2 separate regions of the Ovis aries genome follow, and region 2 is linked to region 1. A link is a contact called in public Hi-C data. All regions are on one chromosome and are shown on one strand. Each heading gives the region's core, a stretch centred on a gene start, on an enhancer-like site or on the middle of the called end of the contact. The rest is flanking DNA. Distances are from core to core; before and after follow the strand shown.

Region 1 (6,432 bases), core at 1,246-3,745:
GCATCTTCCAGAAATCCCTCAGCCCTAGGCAAAGGGTTTGTTGCCCTACAACTGTGACCTTCACTTAAATACCTTGTGTCTGACCTGCAGGATTCAACACAAGGTTTTGCATCTTTAAAGGGACATCAGCACAGTCAAATCACATGCTTAGCTTCCCAAGCGTTAGCCAAATTGCTACCCTGGTTGGCCTCTTCCCCACCCAGACAGAGGAGCAGAGTCAGAAATTCCTAGCATTGGTGACCTTGGATTTCTCAACCTTCTATTCCTACCATCTTGCACTCAGCCCTAGCTACCACCTAAACCAGGAACAGCAAATCCACCAGTGACCCCAGTCCTTGCCATTTGCTCCTTTACTCTGCCCAGCTCTGGCCAGCAAGCTGGTAAGACCTTCGGGGTCAAAGCTGGGTTATCAGAGAGAGAAACAGGGGAACTCATCTGAGGTGATGTGATGTGCCAGAGTTAGTCACAAGAAAGGGGAACCCCAAATAAATTACAGCTTGCTGACCTTGAGAGACGTGCGGCTTGTGTCTCTTGAGTTACAGAAATACCAGAAATGCTCACTGAAGTGTCAATTTTGGAGTTTTGGAGGCCAAAGCTCCAAGGGGCTGACTCACCCTCAGAGCAGAAACCACGTGAAAGTCCTGATATTAAGATGACAGCACACACTCATTCAGAAGTCACAGTATTTCAGACTCACATAGTTCTTGGGAAAGCTCACAGATCACTTCTGCTGGTTATTAAAGACCAAAATTGTAAGAAAGGTTCAAAGAAAATGCCCAAGACTGATATTCATCTCCCTGGTTACAGAAGCTTCCTGCCTGACAAGGTTAAAGGAATAATAAGCAGGGGACACGAGCTCCAAGAATCATCCCCATTTGGCCCCTGGTCACCTTGCCTGCTTGTGTACAGATTAAAATGTAGAATTTCAAATGAGCTCTTCAGGTAACCTTGCCCAAGCTGCACACACAAATCCTACTAACTGAACTACAGGGGTGAAGGGCAGGTGTTACTGTTGTCTTTTTAAACTCATTTGTCCAGGAAATTGCCTCAGACTCCCAAGAAAAATTACTGTTAAAACTTCCAACAAGCCCAATATGTAATCCCTGCAACAGCCCTTTCCGGGTCCCTCCCCTCGGGGCTCAGCCTGACTGACGTTGCCAGGCTATTGCAAGGTTGCATCACTGACCTTTGCAATTGTCTGGCCTGTCCAATTTCCCCATCCTCTCTCTGCCCTCTCCTTTTCTCTGCTTGAAGGGCTTTGGCCCAGGGCCTCTCCTTTTCCCCTACTTGCTAACTAGCTCTTATATGTGAATAACCAAGGCTAAACCAGAACCCTCCCTCGCCTATAGTGATCCTGGTTAAAATCAACCCTACCTTCTTCATGCTTCCAAGGGTATTCTCTACTCCTTAGCTTCTTACCTTAACTGTCTATTCTCACCTTTCTGCCAAATGGAGCTGGTACAGCCGTGCTGCTCCCCAGGTCCAGGGAAGTGGGATATAATTATTGAGGGACGCAGCAAATATTTGCAGTTCAGGCCAGCAAACTTTCCCCAAGGCCCGTCTTTCCATGTTCACCTCGCCCCAGTGCTCAACTTCACGTCTTAAGTGCTAGTGGGGAGAGTTTGGATTTAATGGCAGTTCTCTGATACACAGAAGTACAAACCCCTACAGACACAAACATCATACCACACACACACACACACACACACACACACACATCTGTGCATAAAGGGCAGCCTCAATGAATAGTTACCCATCAAGTGACCCTAGCAATGCGAGCGCCCATGACTAAACCAGTTAGACCAGAGAGAAATGTAACTATAAGCACAAACTTCATTCCTTATGCAGAGCCTGGAGACCCTTTCTGTTTTCATAACCGGAACCCTCTCCTTTCCTTGTACCTCAAATCCCTATGCGTGCGGGAAGATGACAAACTTTCTTTATGAAAACTAATTTTTCGGTTAAGTAGAACCCCAGCTTCCCTTGAGAATCCGCCTGCAATGCAGGAGACCTGGGTTTGATCCCTGGGTTGGGAAGATCCCCTGGAGAAGGGAAAGGCTACCCACTCCAGTATTCTGGCCTGGATAATTCCCTGGACTGTATAGTCGATGGGGTCGCAAAGAGCCGGACACGCCTGAGCGACTTTGACTTCACTTTCAGGCGTCCTCACCAGGGGTCCTTCCAGACCTCTCCGGATGAGGGAAGCTGTGATCCACCCACACCATTAAGGAGGTCGGAAATGGGCGCGGATTCCTCCCAGGGCTCCGGGTCCTCACCTTTGTACATCGAAGCCCTCCTCCCCGCCCCCGGCCTCAGGCCCTCGCCCCCAGCCTCCGGGCTCACAATTGCAGGGAGGGTGTGCACAGCTCGTGGCCGCCACCCCAAGGTCCCTGCCCCGCCTCTCCCCTTCTTCCCCCTCCTCTCTCTGGCTGGCCCGGGAGCCCAGGAGGCGGGGCTCGGAGAAACAAATATAAGCGGCCCCGGGGGCGCTGACCAGGTGCCAGTTGCCGAGTCCCCATCCCGAGGCTAGGAGGAAGGCGAGGAGAAGCAGAACGCAGAGGCACGGGGCCCACGCACACGGCGATCGCCGCCCCAGCTCTGGCGGCGCCCCTGTAGGTGAGCGCGGCGCGGAGGAGCGCGGCCGGACGCGGGGTCCCCGGTGTGCCCCCCACTCCCTGCGGGCCTCCCCTCGAGAGAGCCGAGAGCTGCAGCCGGCCTTCGGAGGCTGAAGGTCCTCCCCCCCCCCACCCCGATCCGCTGCTCCCGCAGGTCACCCCCACCCCGAGAGCCCGAAGCCCAGATGGAGATGGTGCAGGAGCTGATTCCCCTGGCCAAGGAGCTGATGGCGCAGAAGCCCAGTGCGAAGCTGGTGCGAATGTACCTGCTGGGCGGCGTGCTGGCGCTCTTCGGCGCCGTGCTCGGCCTGATGGAGGCCGTGTGCGGCCCCTTCCGCGAGGCGACCCTGGCCGAGCTGGGGGAGCCGGCCCCGCGGGATCAAGGCAAGCCACTGGAGGCCGCCCAGGCCTGCCGGGCCCTGTCCAACCGGCTGCACGCCTCCTAGGAGCTCGGGGGCCGGCGGAGGGAAGGGAAGAGAGACCCCGGAGAGGGGCGAGTGAGCCAGGGCCGAAAGGGCAGGCTCGAGTGGGCGTGCTGTGCTGTCTGAACTTGCTTCTGAGAAGCCACCGACTTCTAGAACTGAACTACCACGCGGATCCGCCAAACGGAGCTTGGGACTGAGTTTGCTGCTGTGCAGCACTGCAGGAAGATGCCACGTCCAAAGCTAGGTACCTTCCAGCCACCTGAGTGCATCTAACATTTTGCACGAGGGTGAAAGGAGAAACGCTTTTTATATTATTGTTGTTGTTGTTGTTATTATTACAGTGATTGCGTTTTGAAATAAAAAACCGTTTTGTATATATCTCAGCATCTGATTCCTGAGGGGGGTGGAGGAGGGCACAGTTACCTACCATGGACTGCGGGGGGTGCTGGCTTGCTGGGGTCTTATCTGAGGCCAGTGGACTGAGCGTCCAGTGAAGACCAGGCAACTTTTGCTTCACCGCCCCCCGACTCTGATATTGATGTTACAGGCTTGTAATCCTGTTGAGAATTTATTTTTGCTTTGTGTTAGGAATGGCAAGACAGAAGCTTTTTCGAAGTCCCACCAGACTTAGCATTTCAAGCTCAGAAGATAAACAAGCTAGAGTAAGTGAAAGAGAGATGCTGTTTAACTCTAGGGCAGAAAACCTGTTTGCCATCTCACACCTGTGCACCAGAGGGTCCTGTTAACAGCTCTTCCTTCCTAACTGTATTTGGGGTGGCGGGGTGGGGGCGGGGTGGAGGACGGCGGGGCGGGGCGGAAAACTAGCTAGCTGCAAGGAGAAGAGGGAAGGCGATCTCCCAAGAACATTTCACTGAAAGTCTAGCTCTACCCAGGCTTCCTCCTCACAAACTGAATCACAGTGGGAAGCTCTCATTTAAGAGGGGGAAAGACTGGTTATCACAGGCTTGAGTCCCCTTCCTCCAGAGACAGAGGTTCGTTTGTGCTAATACCTAGTCTTCGTGGCTCTGTAGGGCTCAGCATATCAGCATAAAAAGTGATAAACAGTGGCTCTTAAGAAGTAGCTAGGGGCAGGAGCCTGAAGCCACTCTCCACCTGCCCTCACCATTTCACTCTCACCATCCATGGCTGTGGATTTTTGCCAAACGTAGCAAGGATCCTGCCATTGCCTCTGACCAGACTGTCCCTCCACCACCACCCTCTTCTGCTCCCCCGCACCTCCCCCCACCAACACACACACCCTTTCACTTTATTTCTGCCAGCTCACATCCTACCCCTCATCAAGTGGCATGTCTGCCTGAAATCTATCTTGATCACTCCAAACGAAAGAGCAGTGAGATTAATCAAGAGAAAAGACATGGATTTAAAGCAAAAGAATAGCAACGAAACCACTGTTGTCCCAGTTTTCAAAATGGGAAACTTGGTCCTGTATTAAGGAGACATATGGCACCCCACTCCAGTACTCTTGCCTGAAAAATCCCGTGGATAGAGGAGCCTGGTGGGCTGCAGTCCATGGGGTCGCTGAGAGTCGGACACGACGGAGCGACTTCACTTTCACTTTTCGCTTTCCTGCATTGGAGAAGGAAATGGCAACCCACTCCAGTGTTCTTGCCTGGAGAATCCCAGGGACGGGGGAACCTGGTGGGCTGCCGTCTATGGGGTCGCACAGAGTCGACAGCAGCAACTTCGTCTTAAATGTCCAGAAAAGGTCTCAGTTCACCCCATCTTATTCTTCCCGTTTTCCTTCCCAAGCACCTCTCTTACTCTATTATTCTTCCACTGATGCAGCCGCTCCTTGGTCCAGCTGTCAACATCTCAAACCGCCTCCCGCAGTCTCTAGTATATTCACCTCAAAACACTCACTGCGGGACCGGGGTTTCACCCTTCCTTCATCCTGCTGCTCCTCCATCAAAGGCGTGAGCGCCTAAGCTCCCGTCCAGGTTTTCCAGTGTCTCCATGATCTGCTCAGATCTCAGCCCTCCCACCTGATGCCCTGCGTGAACCCCCAGGACCCTCCTCGTCCCTTCTGGTTTCGCACCTTTGCATACATTCCTCTTCCTATGCCCACCCACAGTCCCCACACCTTTTGCAACCATAAACCTCAGGTTCCCCAAGAGAGGAATAGTTTCAAATATTGCGCTTCTTGTCACTGTACTCCCGTATTCCGGATTTTGGTTTAGAAGACAATGCCTATCATTTTTGTTTGCCTATACATAAAACTACATAGATTTTATATGTGTCCCTAAATATACAGGAAATGCTGGTGTAGTTTTAGCTTTGAAGGTTGTGCCTCATGTCTATACATGGACAAACTACCCAACCCAGTTAAATCCAAGCCACCAAAATCTTCTCTGTCCTCACTGACCTTATCACTCCTCTGAGTTCATTCAGTCTGAGTCTCACAGTGGATCACACAGTAATGGACTCTGTAGTCCCTGTTGTTTTACAGGGGTGGTCATCTCTCTCAGTCTTCTTTGTGACTTTCACATTTTTAAAGGTTTTGTGTGTGTGTGTGTGGTTAAAGTCACATAGACATAGACATGCCACTTGATGAGGACTTCCCTGGTGGCTCAGATGGTAAAGCATCTGTCTACAATGCAGTAGACCCGGGTTCTACCCCTGGGTCGGGAAGATCCGCTGGAGAAGGAAATGGCAATCCATTCCAGTACTCTTGCCTGGAAAATCCCATGGACAGAGGAGCCTGGTAGGCTACAGTCCATGGGGTCGCAAAGAGTCGGACACGACTGAGCGACTTCAATTACTTAAAGTCACATAATATAAAACATGCTCTCTTAACCATATTTCACTGTAGAGTTCAGTAGCACTCAGCATTTTCACATTGTTGTATAACTCCCAACCATCATCCATCTTTCAAATTTCTCACCTTCCTAAACTGAAACTCTGTCCCCATTAAACACGAACTCCCCATTCCTTCTCCCCACCCCCACCCCACCCGACCCCTGGCACCTACCAATGGGCTTTCTGACGCTATGAATTTGGCTATTCTAAGTACCTCGTGTAAGTGGAGTCAAACGTTATTTGTCTGCACCTTATATATATATATATATGAGGACTTCCCTGGTGCCTCAGATGGTAAAGCGTCTGTCTGCAATGCGGTAGATCCAGGTTCGACCCCTGGGTCGGTAAGATCTGCTGGAGAAGGAAATGGCAATCCATTCCAATACTCTTGCCTGGAAAATCCCATGGACAGAGGAGCCTGGTAGGCTACAGTCCATGGGGTCGCAAAGAGTCGGACACGACTGAGCGACTTCACTTATATATATATATATATATACTGGAATACACTTTTAAGGTTAATATATGTCCTACAGAGTGTACCTTTTATCCCCTGTAGTACTCAGTAGGTTCTCACT
Region 2 (6,432 bases), core at 2,575-5,074, 65 kb before region 1:
CCCCATTCTGAGGATCTCCAGGGGGTGCTGACTGCAGCCTGGCCTGGGGCCACTCAGGGCACCTCAGGCGGATCCTTCCTGCTTCTCTCCAACCTGCCACGTGCACTCAGGAGGGAGCTCCGGGCTCCTGGAGCCAAGGCACCCCAATAGTAGCAGGAGGAAACACTGTCATTACACCAAACCCTCGGCTCCCAGCCAAGCAAGTACCCCGGCAGGAACCAGAAATCTAATAATATCGGTTCATATTCCTGAGGCACCTTTCATTTTTCAAAACACATTTTACATCAGTTGCTTGATGCCCAGAATAAACTTGTAAAATACTCTCATCTCGGTTGGCAGAAGTGAACATAGAGGCAAAAAGGAAAGCAACTTGCCCAAAGTTCCACAAATTTCCTGAGTCCTGTCCTGGGATCTCTGCCGCTCCCCAGGGTAGCTCGGGAGTGCCCCAGGTTCCTTTACTCACGCAACCAACATTGGGTGCTTTTTCAGGGACACAGTGAATAAGACACACAGAGCCATCCCTGGCCTCTTGGAGTTGAGAGTCTGGCGTGGAGACAATCAACACACTCGTTGACAGAAGAATTCAACAACCACAGGCTCAGAGCGGCGAAGGGCCGACTCCAGAGGGGGCTGGGGGAGGGGGATGACTGGAGGGGATGATCAGGAAAGTCCCCTCGAGGGAGATCTGTACACTCAGACCTGGAGGGCAAGAATCAGTCGCCTTGGAGACAGCATCCCAGGCAGAGAAAGAGAGAGAGCACCCTTGAGGTTAGCGAGAGCTGACCTGTTCAAGGACAGTTTGTGAGTCAAACAGACAGGCTCCAGGCCACACCCAGGAGGTGACAGAGGCCGTGGAGTGACGGACATTAGGAGTGCGTGGAATGCTACCCCACCTGCATGTTTCAAAGATGTTTCGGGCTGTTGGGTGGAGAACAGGCCAGAAGGAGGTGGGAGAGGAAGCAGCCGCCCAGGTGAAAATAGGGACTGGTCCAGGGAGAGGAGGCGCTGATGGAGGAATGGGAAGTGGGGGGTGGGGGGTCGGGAGACAGCGAACTGGGCCCTGGGGGCCAGCAGGCAGTTTAATCAAGTGAGATTTTCCCCAACCACCTGCTTTCACAAGGACCTCCCAGTAGAGGCCATCAACTGCTCGCCTAACCCAGAGTCCTACTCTCAAAACATGGCTTAGACACGCCTTCCCAGAAAGCCGCCCAGGGGATGGTGAGGACCGGCTCACCTGAGAGGAAGTCCCGCACCTGCCGGATGAGGAGCCGCGTGCGTCTGACGTCCTCTTCCATCTGGGAGCGGCTGGCGCTCACCTGCGTCTCCAGGCGCTGAGTGTCCGACTGGACCTGAGAGGCAGCCTCCTCCACTGCCCTGATCTGCAGACGCATGCTGGGGGTCAGCGGGGTTTGAAGCCCCCGGGGAGCCTCTCGGCGGCCCCCATGGAGGGGGTGGGGGTCTGCAGGCATCGGCTACCCAGGATCCGCCTGGGAGATGTGCAACTAGCTCGGTTTGGCCTCACAAGAAGTGATGGTGAAGCACTAGCCTCCATCTCTCACTTGCTGTGATGCGTGCCGCCTGCTAAGTCGCTCAGGTCGTGTCCGAGTCTTTCGTGACCCCATGAACAGTAGCCCACCAGGCTCCTCTGTCCATGGGGATTCTCCATGCCAGAGTACTGGAGTAGACTGCCATGCCCTCCTCCAGGGGATCTTCCCGACCCAGAGACTGAACCTGAGTACCTTATGTCTCCTGCCCCGGCAGGCGGGTTCTTTACCACTAGAGTCGCCTGAGATGCCCCGCTGGCTGTGGGGCCATGTGGGCAAGTCAGCTGACACCTCTGGGATCGTGTCTCCTGGAAGCTCTGACTCGCCCGGGGGCTCTGTCCCCTCTGCCTCCCCCTACTACGGGCGCCCACCGCCACTCGCCACACCTACCATCTGCTTGGTCTGCTGGAGCTGGGCGCCGAATGCCCGCAGCTGCTCGGCCACCTGCCCCGCCATCCGCAAGGCCCCGCCTGCCCTGGGGAGGGCTCCTCTGCAGCGGGAGCCACAGGCCGTGCCGTTGTCTCGGGGACAGAGCTCCCCGGGGCAGGCTCCCGGGGTGCAAGGCATCTCCCTGGAGCCCCCACAGAGCTGCAGAGAGATGGAGGTGTCAAAGGGGGTCCCCGAGGCTTTGCAACAACCACTCCCATCCCACACCTGGGAAGCCAACAGCCAACAGACATATCTGTGGCAACCGGGCCCCCAGAAACTGGTTGGCTTGGTTGCTGCTGAGCAGCCCAGGCAGGGGCTGAGGGTCAAGATGAGTGGGGTGGCAGTGGGGTCTATATGGCCCCCGTGGGAATGGCGGGGCAGCCGTTGGTGTGGGGCCGGAGGGGCCGGAGGGGGAAAGTCGGGTTCTGCCAGGCATCACCTGGTTGATAGCAGGCGTCAGATCAGGCACGGAGGCCATCTCCAGCCTCAGGGCTGCGAGCTGGGGACCACCGGCTCCTGATCCTCCTGCCACTTGCTGCTCCAGCCTCTCCGCCTCTCTCCGGCTATCCCTGAGTGGCAGTAACCGGCGGGAGCTGTCCAAGACCTGCTGAGCGGCCTGGGATGACCGTTGGTGGGCTGCAGTCAGTACGCGGAAGGCTCCTGGTGCAGAAGGGGAAAGAAGAGAGGTTCACTGAGCCAGCCCTGGACCCCTCAGGCCTGGAGGCGGAGGACCAGTGGGAGGGGAGCCGAAGTCTGGCCTGGTGTGGGGTCTCCACACTTCCCCCTCACCCCGCTCACCTGAAGGGTCGGCACTGCTCATCTTTTCAAACTGCTCCCTCTTGCTCTGATACGTGACGAGGAGGTGATTGAAGCTCCTGTCCAGACTCCCCAGGTCTCCCGGGAGGTTCAAGGTCTCCTCCTCCAGGGGCAAATCAAGCTTCAGGGCCTGAAGCGTCCGCCTAAAGTAGGGGGAGAAGTTTCCACTAAAATACAGGAGAGGGGCTGCCTCCCCAGACCCAGCCATCCCCCCAGAGAAAAAGCTACCAAGTCAGGAGAAACGGAGGCCATCAGGGAAAGCTGCAGACGGGAGAGGATTCTGCTGGGCTAAAGCCGGAATCGTCTCCCTCCATCCCTATGCAAGCAGATCCAGAAAAACCTCTCCCTCCTGGACAGGTGTGAGCCTAAGGCTCCTAGCTCTCCTCTGCGTCCCCACACCAGCTTCCACAAGAAGCTTCCTTGACCCTCTCCTCCTGGGGTCCCTACAGGCTGCCGTCAGTCATGCCTAGACCCTGGGCACCCAGGTCTCTCCTCTCCCCACCAGGGCTCCCAGAGCTGCTGACCCGCCTGTCCATTTCCGCCCAAAGCGGGGTCACCTGCCCTGACCCATGGTCACTGAGTATGCAGAGACTCCTCCCTCCCCGGCCCTCTGCAGCTCCACCCAACCAGTCCCTGCCACTAGCCTCCCCTTCTCCGCGGCCAACCTCTGCTCCACGTGCACCATCCTTCAGGAGGCCCCTCCAGGCTGGCACGCCCAGCCCATCAGATACCCACAGGCTCCCTGCTCGGCTCTGAGACCGAGGCCAACTGCACACCAGGGTGGCTCGGCCCCACCACGGTCAGCGAGTTGGCAAGGGCTCAGGGAAGGCAAAACTCATTATGAAAACTTTGGAACCAAACCTCACTGAGAAGAGGCCTCTGCTGGTAGGAGGGGGCTGTGGGTGGGACCGCTCCCGTTCCAAAGGCAAACACAAGTTATTTTCGGAGCCCTGCCTTTCACATGCCCTCCACCAGGGTGACTCATCCAGAGCTGACACCCGCAGGCAGTGCTGGGCACTTGGGCTGGTGCCTGTGCTCCTGGTCCCCCACTCTGCCCCTCTGTGGACAGCTGGTTCTGTCACGTCACCAAGCTGTGCCCGTTTCCTCACTGGCAAGACTGACGTAGTAACACCCATCCCACCAACCTCCCAGGACTGCAGCGACGGTGAAAAAGAGAGGTTTGAAAGGTTTGAAAAGGTTTCAAAGGTTTCAAAAGGTTTGAAAGTGAAATGTGGAAGTTGCTCGGTCTTATCCGACTCTTTGCAACCCCATGGACTAGCCCTGCAGGCTCCTCTGTCCATGCGATTCTCCAGGCAAGAATACCGGAGGGGGTTGCTATTCTCTTCTCCAGGGGATCTTCCCAACCCAGGGATCGAACCTGGATCTCCTGCACTGCAGGAAAGTTCTTAACCTTCTGAGTCACCAGGGAAGCGCTAGGAAAAGGCTTTGTAGATGGTAAAGGGTTGTAAGCAATATGGGCCGCTCTGTGGACCCCCACGGCTCAGTGGGGAGAGGGAATGACCTGATGGAGAAGATGGCGTTGGCCACCTGGGCCACCTCCTGCTCCGTGACCAAGGCGTCGCCGAGAGTGGCTTGGATCTGCTCCATCTTGCTCTTGGCGTCCTGCATCCGCGAGGCCAGGCCGTGGTCCTCCGGGCCCGGCCGGGGCCACAGGCCAGCGGAGGCGTTGCGGAGGCCGGCCAGGCGAAGGGCCCGCTCCCGGAGGCCGCCGTCGTAGGTCTGGAAGCAGGGATGGCAGGCCACACACACCGGGGCGCGGTCGCAGTAGCCCCGCTGGCACTGGTCACAGCGCGGCCCCGTCAGGCCGGGGCGGCAGAGGCAGCGGCCCGAGGCTTTGTCGCAGCCCGGCCCCTCGGTGCCCCGAAAGTCGCAGTCACAGGCTGGGGCGGGAGAAAAGATGGTCAGGGGCTGGGGGCCAGGGGCCAGGGAGGGCGAGAGTCTGCCGGGGAGCGCCCTGGAGAGGACGTCTGGCCTCGGGGTCTTAGGACTCAGAGAGAGGCTGTCAAGGCCCGAGCAGAACCATGGCGAGGGCGGCGGGGCTCACTCAGCAGCCCCTTCGTGCAGGCGCGGCCCGAGCTCCGCTCCCCGAGCGCACGCGCGAGCCTCTGACCCGCCCGCCGTCAAGGGCGCAAGCACCCGAGGCAGGGTGCCCCTTCCCAGGCTAGGAGGCCGATGCCCGGAGAGGGGGAGCAACCCCGCCCGGGGCGACAGGGCTGGGAACAGACTGGGGTCTGCCAAACTGACCCCCGCGGGGCTCACTTTCTGCATCCGCGAAGAGGGAGGAGGGGGCTTCTCCACAGCTGGGAGATGCTTTCTCAGGGAAGAGAGGCGCAAAGCAGCCCTCCTGTCACCGGGACACGGGCACAGGGGGACAGGGGGACAGGGCGACAGGGAGACACGAGGACGGGGGGAGCAGGGGGACATGCGGACACAGGGACGAGGGGACACGGGGACATGGGGATGGGCTAGCAGGGGACAAGTACTCTAGCGGGCTGCCAGGGCCCAGCCCCCGTGGACCAGACACCACAGACCCGCACGCCCCCCAGCACAAGCCCACCCGAGCCCGCACCCCCTGCGGCGTCTGCACACCCCCGCCGCCAGCCCCCGCCTCTCAGAACGCACCTCTGCACCCCGCGGCTGCCTCTCCATAGGTCCCGTCGGGACACTGGCGGATGGCTGCGGCACTGCAGGTCAGGCCCCCGAACCCTTCCCGACAGGCGCACTGCCCTGTGAACTGCCGGGGAGAGCCGGGTCAGCCAGCGGGACTCCCCGGCGCACCCCAGCCGCAGAGGCTCCCGCCAGCACGCAAGCTCCGCGGTCGGACCCAGGACCGCCCCGCCTTAGGCGCTCGTCTCCGGGCCTGCCAAGGCCGAGAGCCACAGGGAGGGACGTTGCGGGGGCGTGGGGGCCAGCCCGCGGTGTACCTGGTTGCACTGGGGGCCGAGGGAGTTGCGCGGGTCGCAGGCACAGGGCTCGCAGCCCCGGCCGCTGGCCAGCTTCCAGTGGTGGGGGGCACACTGGTCACACTTGGGGCCCACCACGTGGGGCAGACACACGCAGCGCCCCGTCTCCTCGTCACACGGCACGTCCCGCCGGGAGCCCAGGACACTACAGTCACAGCCTGCACAGGAGGGGGGCTGCTGAGCTGAGGGGAGGGCACCCAAGTCTGGTCCCCACCCCTCCCCCAGAGGACACGCATCAGGGAGACGAACCTGGCGGGGCGCTCCCCCGCAGAAAACCTAGAAAACCAGGCCGCCACGCTTTCCCGCCAGTCCCAGCACCTGGCCGCCTCCCCGGGCGGGCTCTGTCCCCGTTCTGAGCCAGGCCTGCACCCGGCTCATGCGCAGGGCCGCCTGCCCTGCCCCAAGGCAGGCTGGGACCCTCTACTCACGGTGGCAGCCCTGCGGGTTGGAGAAGGTGAGCCCCGTGAACCCCGGCTTGCACAGGTCACAGCGCTCCCCCTGCACGTGCTCCTTGCACACACACTGGCCAGTCACTGGGTCACAGGGCGCTCCTGGCACCGCCCCATCCGGGTCACACTCGCAGGCTGCAAGACAAAGGCGGTGCGGGGGGGGGGGGGGGGGGGGGGCCAGAGAGGAAAAGCAGAGCATGGGGAGCACAT

The links. Hi-C and Micro-C count contacts between places; a contact is called where the count stands out from the background.
Region 2: a Hi-C map of mixed tissues shows a contact between it and region 1, with 2.1 times the contacts expected there. The contact joins the enhancer-like site here to the promoter of G0S2 in region 1. A contact is called at or near these places in 4 of 16 Hi-C or Micro-C datasets (hypothalamus, liver, mixed tissues and 1 more).

What each region holds. Positions count from the first base shown.
Region 1 is chr12:73,089,544-73,095,975 of ARS-UI_Ramb_v3.0, reverse strand. It overlaps G0S2 (G0/G1 switch 2), which reads left to right and starts at 2,495. Exons shown (of 2, transcript XM_042229270.2): 1 at 2,495-2,612; 2 at 2,770-3,418. The coding sequence starts at 2,801. The coding sequence ends at 3,061. The region is part of intron 1 of LAMB3 (laminin subunit beta 3); the gene reads right to left.
Region 2 is chr12:73,155,618-73,162,049 of ARS-UI_Ramb_v3.0, reverse strand. It overlaps LAMB3 (laminin subunit beta 3), which reads right to left. Exons shown (of 23, transcript XM_042229264.1): 11 at 6,202-6,357; 12 at 5,735-5,931; 13 at 5,433-5,544; 14 at 4,312-4,690; 15 at 2,772-2,932; 16 at 2,413-2,633; 17 at 1,935-2,132; 18 at 1,235-1,379. Among named protein-coding and RNA genes, the nearest start is that of CAMK1G, 45 kb to the left of the region's middle. Within about 2 kb of position 3,824, at least 5 of the 54 cell types and tissues checked have an H3K27ac peak or open chromatin away from gene starts, as enhancers often do. A contact at or near this core is called in hypothalamus, where this site is marked.